2 separate regions of the Sminthopsis crassicaudata genome follow, and region 1 is linked to region 2. Evidence: chromatin contacts called from public Hi-C data. All regions are on one chromosome and are shown on one strand. The core of a region is the stretch at or near the end of the contact, and the rest is flanking DNA. Distances in the headings are between cores, read along the strand shown. Region 1 holds the start of CAPN15 (calpain 15). Region 2 holds the start of PIGQ (phosphatidylinositol glycan anchor biosynthesis class Q).

Region 1 (4,712 bases), core at 1,287-3,786, 180 kb before region 2:
AGCTTCTGACCCCTGGGATTTGCATTCCAGGAATTTCTTCCTGAGTCATTCTAGCTTCAGCCTCCCCCAGTTCTTCCTTTCTCCTTTCCACCCCATTCTATTCCTCTGACCCCTGGTAGGGGTGTGGTAAAATAGGTCCTAAGGCCACATGGATGAGAAGGAAAAAGAAGGTCAGATTTCCTTCCTGTGACTGCCTAGACTCTGGGCTTCCTGTACCTCTGTTTTCCTGTTTGCAAACTTGTTGTGATTATAGAACCCTTTCCAAGTCACAGAATATTAGAGCTGTAGGGGACTTTAGAGATCATCTAATTCAACTCCCTTTATTGCACAGAAAAGAAAATTGAGTCCAAAGAAAGCAAATATTTTGACCAAGGTCATATCTTGAGAGCCCCTTCATCTCAGGAGAGATGACACAGGAAATTTGGCCCTGCCCTCCTTATACCCCTAAACTGAAAGGAAATTCTGGGCACATTCATGAAAAAAAATTAAGAAAATTCCCTTCCCAAACAAATGTAAATCATACATTGGATGGGAACCCAAATCTCCTGACCAGGTCCAAAGCACCTTTTACATTATAACAGTGTTTCTCAACCCTTTTGAATGAGTTTTTTAATATCAAAATTTTTTTGATATTTGTGCCCCTACACACAGGAGAGTAGTTATGCTACTAATTTCAATTGATTGAGGGAGAACCCACAATGACAAAAACCTACTTTGATTTCAGTAACATTTTGAATTGGCATTTTACTATTGATAGCATTTATACATAAACAGTAATATTTGTATATGAGAGCTATCTTTAGTTTAAAGAAGGTATCTTTTCTTATTGGTAGATTAAATCCCCCTTGCAAAAAAAAAAAAAAAAAACCCTTTGCACCCCTTGCACCAGAAGAGTTTATTCACTCTGAGTATCTTCTGGTATATTCTAATCTATAAAACTTCTTTGATTTCTGTTCACTTTGATTTTGGGTAAATAGATTTAGTCATTATTTGCCATTTATGAATGTTTTTTTATGTGACCTGTTTTTGGTATAGTAAGAGACCAAGCTGGAGGACCAAGTTTGATACAGTGACTTTTTGTTCTGATTCAGCCCTAAATTTATGACAGCAATACTTAGTAAGGCAGATATGTTTCTAGTGTGTTATTCCTCTCAAAGAAAAGGAATTCTGGCACTACAATTTAAGTTTAATATGTATGAAAAAAACACCAACATGTGAGTAATCTAATCACAGTTTCATATGCAGTCCACTTCTCTGGCCTTCTTTGTGTAGTATTTATTGATGGTTTTCTAGTTCACAATAAAAACATTTTTTGAAAAAAGAGAATGAAAGGTGACTGAAAAGGCAGAAGGAGAAAGCTAGGAGGGGTTCTGAACAAATAGGAATTGAGGAGTGTTTGAGGTATGATGATGTTTAAAATGTTCCTTTTGAAGATGCTAACACTGAAGGCAGAAGGGGATTGAGAAAAGTTGGAGGCAGAATGAGTCTTTAGAAGGTCTGGGAGACAGAATGAAAATGCAAAATGACCCTGAAAAGATGAAGGGCTTCAAAGAAATAGATGTATTTTGGGTAAGGTCTGAAGAAGATGAAGATTGAAGAAGATTGGGAGAATGAGAAGAAGGGATAGAGGCTTGAAAAGGCAAAATGAGGATGAGGAGGAACTGGGAGGAATTTCTGAGGAGATAGGATATCCCTGGGGCTGGGAAAGCGGGAGCATTGAGGAGGCAGGGGATGTCCTTGGAGCTAATGAGAAGAGGGTGGCCGCTGAAGCTGGGATGAAGGTGCAGGGAAATGTGGGGGTGCTGAGGGAATAGAGGGGTCCTTGGGACTGAGGATGTGTAGGCTCAGAGAAGAGAGGGGGACTCTTTGGGGCTAATACCAAGGAGGAAGGGGACAGTTGGGACTGAGAAAGCAGGACAGTCCCTGAAGCTGAGGTGAATGTGCCGCGGGGAGGTTAAGAAGATGGAGTTCCCTGAGGCTGGAGCAAAGGTGCTGATCGATGTGGGAGACTTTCAGGAAGCAGAGGGTCCTTGGGGCTGGGGATGTGGAGGGGCTAGGGAGGCAGAGGGGTCTTTGGGGTAGAGAAGTGAGGGTGCTGCCTTGGGGCTGGGACAAACGTGCAGAGAGTGCTGAGGAGGCAGAAGGTTCCTGAGGAAGGAGTTGGGGGAGGGATGCCTTTGGAGCAGGGTCGAATGGACAGGGTATCTCCTAGGGGTAATCTGAGGCGCTAAGAGCTCTCCTGCTCCTCCTCGCCCCATCCTCCACCCCCAAAGAGCATCCTGAGCTATGTAGTTACAATCTCACTACATGAACTTTCCTTAAGGTCCAATCCTGGACAGCCTCGCTCTCCCTCTACTAGCTCTTCCAGCACCTAGTGCTCTGTAACGGGATGGAGAGCATCCATCCCTACTCGGGAATTTAAGAGGCAACCTGCCATAAGAACTACAACTCCCAGCATGCCTCGACAAGTCCTAGGATGGCCAGCTTCCGTTCCGGCCTCCCCCTAGCTTTCTGGGGCTTGTAGTCTCTGCGCGCGATTCACAGAGCCGCTTTCGCTCCCGGCGCGCCGTAGTTGCCGGACCCCTTATGGGGGGCTACGCTACGGAGGCGGCGTAAGGCCGGGTTTCTGGACTCCCGAGCGCGCTCTGCTAGGCTCCTCAGGCTGAGGCAGAGGAAACAGTTTCCAAAACGGCCGGACGAGCGGCATCTAGCCGTCTTGCGGCGCGGGGAGGGAGGCAGGCGGGCGGGCGGCCGGCAGGGGCGGCGCTGCTCTCTCCGGAGGCAGAAGTTGTGGCGCGGCGCCCAACCGCTGGTGGAGGGAGGCCCTGGACCGGGGCCGGGCCCGGCTGGGCTGGGGGGCCCGGGGCCGCGGGGCGTCCACAGGCGCCTCCGGACTGCGCGGGTGAGTGCGTTCCGGAGTCGGAGCTCTGAGGGCTTCAGCCGGGGCCTTCGCTGGCCGCCTCGGCTCCCCCGGGGGTCCCAACGCCGGGCCGCCGAGCCCAGCCTTGTCCGCCGCCGCCGCCGCGCGCCGGGGCCGGGCCGGGGAGGAGGGAGGGAGGAAAGGAGGGAGGGGATCCGCACCGCAGCCAGGCCCCTCCCCTCCGCACCCCCTCCCCGCCCCCGGCCCTCCCTCCGGCCGCCGGAGCTCCGGACCTGGGACCTGGAGGAAACGCGGGCTAAGTGAAACTGTTGCAGTCCCTGCCCCGGGCAACCCCGCCCGGCGCGAGCTCCGTCCAGCCCTCTGTCCATCCGTCTGTCCGTCTCGCCGCTCCCGGCGCTCCTGGGCATCCCGAAAAGTCGGCAGGAGGTAGTGCTAATTTATTTATGACCCGAGCCTGTTGTTACTGTTGCTGTCGTCTCGCTGAACTTGCCCGTCTCCTCGGGAGGGAGGGAGGGAGAGGAGAGGAAGGGAAGGAGAAGGATGCCCCGGAGCTGGCGGCGGGCAGCAGCTGGTCCCCGCAGCCCAGGGCGGGCAGGTGTGGGCTCCTGACTCAGCTTCGGGGATTTGGGTCCCTGAGGATGGAGCAGATGCTTCGGCGCCCATGCGGTGGGCAGAGCAGCCTTGGGGGAGAGCGGGGCAGGGGGCCAGCCCGGGGCTTCCAGGGCAGGGAGCCGGGGGCAGACATTTTTGATCTTGGGCCAGAACAAATGGCCTGAGGGAGGATTGCTGTGGCCTCGGACTGGATGTCACCTGGAAAGCTACAGGGGCTAGCCAGAAGGTGTTTCTCCTACTGGGTGCTCTCACCTCTTGCCTGTCCTTGGTTGTCCTTATTCTTCAAATACTGTTTTTATTTATTAATTTATTTCTTGAAGAAAGGGGGAGGGGAACCAGTCAGTCTAGATTTATAGTTCCCTAAGTCAACATAAAAGGAAGTATCAGCCTTCTTTCCACGTCCATAGCCTGTGACTCCAGGAACTGTTGGAGGCCCCACGGGCTGGGGGGCCCATCCTGTGTGGTGACTTCCAGTTCTTCCTCTTTTCTTATTTCCCAGTTTGTCTTTGCGGACGAAGGGCACCTTGCAGTGTTTCTGAAGAACTTAGTATTGATTAAAACAACATTTACCAGGGTCATGGGGGTAATGCCATAGCCCTTGGGCTTCACAGTTCTTCCGGGATAGCTGCATAAAGAGGCCATTCTAGTGGAGAAAGGCAGAGAATGAACTATCTTTGTTTTAGGAAGGGTAAATCGGGCCTGAGCCTAACTAGATCTGGAAATTCAGCTAGAGAAGTGAAGTCCATTGGTTTTTACTGTAAATGATGGGACTAAGTAAGTGATTTTAGGGACCCTAAAAATGAACTTTTGGTCTAGAATGGATTTCCCTAGAAATGTTTGGAGTTTGTGACTTGGATTAGTGAGGTTTTATGTAGGGATCTGTGCTAGGGCAGGGTGAGGAAAAGTATACTCTGATCTGGGTCACTGATCTCTATGAAATTGGGTCTCTACTCCGAATATTTCGTCTGTGGAACCTCAGAAGTAATTTATCTAGCTGCTTCCTCTGAGTGGTGGGGTAGAAAGAACCCTGGATTGGGAGTGTGAAGATTTGTGTTGCAAGTGCAGCTTCTGCTACTGACCCTCAGGGTGACTTTAAACGAGTCATTTGACCTCTTTAAGATTTAATTTTCTTATCTCTGAAAGGGGCCCTCCCAGGACCATAGAATTTTGGGTCTTTTGTTTTATTTTGTGTGTTTGTGTTTTGTTTTGTTTTTTTAAA
Region 2 (5,391 bases), core at 2,404-4,903:
AAGGATTCACTACTTGGGTAGATAGGAGCTTTCCCCTAGATTAGTTATCCCTGAGAAACTGAAGCTCTGACCAGGTGGATCTTGCCAATAAGAGGTAATGCAAGGGTCTTGGAACCTACAGTCTAGAATTAGAAAAGTCTGAAGAGACCATCTAATCCAACCTCCCCATTTTATAGCTGTGGAAATAGGGGCCCAAGAGGGGAACTCACTTGCCCAAATGTTATCCAAATAGGAAGCTGAACAGGGTTCAAACATAGGTTCCCTGGGTCCAGATGGAGTTCTTTTACTACAGGACACTGCTATCTCCCTTACTTTTTCACGTAGGGAAGCTGAGGCTTAGAAAGGTAATACATCCTGCTCAAAGCCACAGCCAGTTTGTGGGTCTACTTCAAGTCTTCCAAATTCTTGGACTCCTTTTTATTACAACACAATGTTTCTTATATATAATTGTATTAAGTGATAAGAAACTTCCACTTGGGTCCTGTCCCGTTGGTGCTGCAATGGATAGAGCTCTAGGTCTCATATCAGGAAGACATGAATTCAAATCCAGCTTCAAACATATTGGATAACTGAGTGAATCATTTAACCACTGTCTGCCTTAGTTTCCTAAACTGTAAAATGGAGGAAACAATAGCACCTCCCTCTCAGGGTTATTGTTAGCATCAAATGGGATATTTATAAAACATTTTGCACAAGATCTGGTACTTAATAATTGCTTGTTCTCTCTTCCCTCTACAATCCTCATTAGGGTCCTGGAATTACTATTCAAAGGATGTTGTAGGTGTGAAAGTGCTTTGTGTTTCCCAGGCTTCTCAATCTTCTCATAGGAGTCTCTTCTACTTAATTCCCTATTAGAAGGGAAGGTTTAACAGCATTCCTCTTCTTCAATACACCTGTATTCCCTTTGTTACTTTTCTTGTAGAGTGCTAGTAATAGATAAGAAAATCTAACATTTGCTAGCTATGTAATGCCTAGCCACTCATTTAAATTTTGTGAGAATCATGCTCTTCACCAATAAGGTAACATCTACCCCTATAATTGTTGTGGAGAACAAATGAATAAACATGCAAAATACTTTGTGAATTTTAAAGCATTGTAAAAATATATTTTAAGAGGGAGTAGTATTGTTGTGGGAGAGGAGACTTGACAAGTGCCCTCAGAAACTTGGCACAAAAATCCTGAAAGATTAGAAATGATTTTTCTTAATCTAACCAGAAATTTTTAACCTGGGACCCATGAGCTTATTTTTAGAAATATTTTGATAACTGTATTTCAACAATTATTTCCTTTTATAATGTTATATATTTTATGTGTTTAAAATCTGAGAAAAGGCCCATAGGTTTTGTGTCTATGATACAAAAAGATGACAAACACTGGATCTAACCCAAATCCTGTATGCAATGCAAAACCCCATTCTTCCTATTTGGTCTTTATCTGAGAAAAGGAAAAGTTGACCCTGGTTCTCAGTTTGCTTCTCTTAGTCACCCAAGGTTTGTTTTCTCCTCCTTAAAGCCACTTGGTTCTCATCCAATTTCCTTCCTATCTCTCCACATTCACCGAAGAGGCTCCTCATTAACATTCAGGAATGAACAAAAAGTCCTCTCTTTGGTTTTTAAATACCTGTTAAAGAAACAGCCTGGAATGTGCTAGACCATCTCCATCTTTCTGATGACAGGCCACTCTCAGGCAGTCATTCAGTCCTTGAAAAAAATGTATTAAATACTATATAAAAAACATGAAGGTACTATGTAGTACTAGGAAAGATGTGACAAATAAGATACAATCTACTAATGAGGAACTTATTTTTAAAAAGATTATAGAGCTGCAAGAACTCTAAAAGATTTGGTCCAATCTCTTAATTTTACAGATTAGAAACTGAGGCTCAGAAAGAAAGGAAGTTTCTTGCCTAGATAAAATCAGTCAGTCATGAATTATGGAGTCAAAAGATTTGAACTGAGATTCTTGCCTCCAAATCTAAGACTGGTTCAACTACATCTGGAAACCATGTAGCATCAATAGCTGTGATAAAAGAGACGTGACGTATATGCAGAAAAAGAAAGCTCTCCATGCTCTGATTTGGGGATTGTCCATGGCAAAGATTTCCATCTATTCCTAGAGCAGCTGGTGTGTATCCAGGAAATGGGAACTCACCTCAAGGAGAAGCAGGAAAGTAAATATGTTTATCTCCATCCCTGCCAAAGACACGTGATGCATTCCAAAGTCAAAGAGAAATGAACTTTTGAATTCCACGCTATTTTGGGCCCCAAAAAACAGAGGGTTGGCTATGTTATGACTCAGGGGTCCATGCATTTTTTTCTCCTCTCAAGGTCTTTATTTTGATCTAGATTTCCCTCTGGTGGCTAAAACAAGAAACAGCAAGAATCCCTGAATCATTAGCTTAAAGTATTTTAAGAGATATCTTAATGATCATTCTCACTTTGGCAGATGGAAAAAGTGAGACCCAGAGAAGGGAGGGCATCCACAGTGAGTAGCAGCCACCCAGGGCTCCTATCTCTTAATCTCGAGTTTTCTCTCAGCCCACCCTGCAAATCCAATCTGTTGCCAAGACATCAATTTTATCTTGTAACATTTCTCATTACTTGCCCCCCTCCCCTTCTTTCTGCTGACACTATCACCAGTCTTTCAAATAGTCCAAAACTGGACTACTGTTATACCCTTAATGTCTTTTTCTCAAATTTCTCCCCATTCGAGCCCACCCCCTCAGCTGTCAAGCTGATCTTAAAGCCCTGACCGGCAGTGTCACCCCTATAGTCAGTAACCTTCGGTGGCTCCCTGTTACCTTCAGGATCAAATACAAGGTCCTCTCTTTGGTTTTTAGAGTCATTAATAATGTGCCCTCTCCCTATCTTTCAGATTTTTTGTAATCTAGTGCTTCTCTTTCACAACACACTCCTTCTTTAGACATTTTCAAAATGGCTCCAAATTCCTTTAAATAATGGCTCTAGACATTTGCACTTAACCGTCTTCCATGCCTACAATTCTTTCTCCTCATCTCCATCTTGCTTAACTTCCTACAAATGCCATATGAAATGCTACCTTCTATAAGAAAGAAGCCTTTTCGAATCTCCTTTAATGCTAATGCTTTCTGTTGATTATCTCCAATTTGTTCCTTATATATCTAGTTTTCACATAGTTGTTTGTGTGTTCTTTCTCCTATTAGACTGTGAACTCCTTGAGGATAGGGATTTTTTTCCCCTGTCTCCTCAGGCCTTAGCATGGGTGCTGGCTCATAAAAGGTCCTTAATAAATGCTTGCTGGCCAGATGTGCTTACACCATCTTTGCTCAGCTTAAATGCTGCTGTGTAGCATTTCACCCAAAACTTCCTCCCAACCAGCCTTATCTAGATTCACTTACTCTCCATTAAAATTCAAAATCTGCCTTCCACAAACTTCAACTTCTCTTTTCCCGGAAACTCTTCTAATTGCCCAGCCCGCGTGCTTTTCTTTGGAGACTCTTATTCAAGGTTTTCCTATGGCCCCAGGGGCCCTGCAGGGATGTGAGCTGGGAACCGGTCCAAAGGTTTTACTCCTTTTCCCTCTCTCACCTTCCCAGGCCCAGAATGGATACAGCCCAGGGGCAGGGCTCCGCCAAGCTGTGTCAACAGAAGTCTGGTCTCTAACAACATAAGTCTTTCTTTCCTCCCCTTCTCCACAGGGTTTCTGAGATGTGTGTGGAGCTGAGAGACAGGTTCCCCAATGGTCCTGAAGAGGTAGGAGGAACTGACATCTCCCACCCACCCTCTATTCCCCCCAACCTAGGGCTGACTGGGAGCCTCTTCTGAGCCAGAGATCTTAGTCTGCCCATTGGCAAATGAATTTCAGGATAAAATGGGAGGGAGGAGGGGACTCCCAGGATACTTGGGTCCCAAAACTGTGCAGAAGATAACACCGGGGTGGTCATGACTAATAGTTCATTGGAGTGTTAGTCTTGGATTTGGGGGCTTCCTTTGTAGTCTCTTTACAGTTTCTTAAGACTCAATTGAAGAGGCAGCTAGGTGGCACAGTGGATAGAGCACCAGCCCTGAATTCAGGAGGACCAGAGTTCAAATCTTGTCTCAGACACTTAGCACTTCCAAGCTGTGTGACCCTGGGCAAGTCACTTAACCCCAGCCTCAAAAAAAAAAAAAAAAAAAAAGACTCAACCTTTAATAATACTTTAAAATCTGTCCTTTCCTCTGGGAGCTATACTAAGGTAGAAGGAGTGACCCATACTCTTTAGGACTAAAGGCATAGGAAGGAAAGGCTTCTCCTGCCTCAGAGGAGGTCACTGGGTGGGGTGGGACAATGAAATATTGGCATTTTTTTTCGAAGCTTTCTATTTAAATTGATTCCACTGAGGGGAAGGAGATTGAGTGGTTCCGGGGGTGAAGGGAGAGAGAGTGGTTCCGGGGTGAAGGAGAGAGAGAGGTTCTTGGGAAGACTTCATTGAAGAAGCAAGGCTTGAGGTGGGCTTTTGCAATATAGGGACTAAAAAAAAATCACTTTAGTTTCTTTTATAGCAAAGTCTCAAAGCTGAAAAGATTAATTTTAAATTTAGAGGTAATCTAGTGTAACTTCCCATCTCATGCAGGAATCCCCTCTACAGCATGATTGATAAGAGGTCAAATAGCCTCTGCTTGAATACTCCCAGAGATGGGGAACTCAATGCCAGCATCTGATTGTTAGGAAGTTCTTCCTTCGGACTCCCTTTGGCTCTGGGAGCAGAGATGGCACATGCCTCGGACACAGGTAGGCAACAGAAGGAAGAGTTCCTCAGGGCCATGCATGCCCTCCAAGCCATTTCTGATCATACCTTGCAAGTGGCCAGCCCTCTTCTGGAACACCCTGGAGGCCTGAGCCTGCTCACTGGCCCTCACCTTCACCACCTGGCCCAACAAAGCCACGGCCTGTGTATGGAACTGGACCACGTGGGTCAGCTCCTGCGATTCCAGCAGGACCGGCTCCTAAGGCAGATCCCCACTCCAGGGGGAGTCAGAGGCTTGCACTGTTCCCTGGATGGGATGCTCTACCTGACCTTTGATGAGGCGCCCTGCATCCAAATCCTTGACCTCTCTGGCCACCCTCTCCATTCTCTGCCCTGCAGCCTGCCAGGTCCAGGAGCCTTTGTGTCAGAGGATGTGACTGTGACGGGCTCAGGGCTAGTGTTGGTCAGCAGCCTGGTCCATAGAGCAGTTTTTGCCTTCCACCACCTTTCTAAGGCCTCCAAAGGCGAATGGGTGAAAATCTTGACCTTTGCATCCCCCAGAGGGCTGGGAGTCGATGCTCTGGGACGCTTCCTAGTAGCAGACTATGTCTCAGGCTTAATCCATAGCTTTTCACTGAACTCATCATTCAAGGTCCTTAGTCTGACTGCTGTCTCTGGCCTGTGTG

What was found. A called contact is a pair of places that touch in the nucleus more often than the background predicts.
Region 1: a contact with region 2 is called in a Hi-C map of hippocampus, with 4 times the contacts expected there. The contact joins the promoter of CAPN15 here to the promoter of PIGQ in region 2. A contact is called at or near these places in 2 of 2 Hi-C or Micro-C datasets (fibroblasts and hippocampus).

What each region holds. Positions count from the first base shown.
Region 1 is chr1:394,789,290-394,794,001 of ASM4859323v1, reverse strand. CAPN15 (calpain 15) reads left to right here and starts at 2,536. Exons shown (of 13, transcript XM_074279804.1): 1 at 2,536-3,307.
Region 2 is chr1:394,605,996-394,611,386 of ASM4859323v1, reverse strand. PIGQ (phosphatidylinositol glycan anchor biosynthesis class Q) reads left to right here and starts at 3,653. Exons shown (of 12, transcript XM_074279791.1): 1 at 3,653-3,731; 2 at 4,592-4,749. NHLRC4 (NHL repeat containing 4) reads left to right here and starts at 4,756. Exons shown (of 1, transcript XM_074279792.1): 1 at 4,756-5,391. The coding sequence starts at 4,782.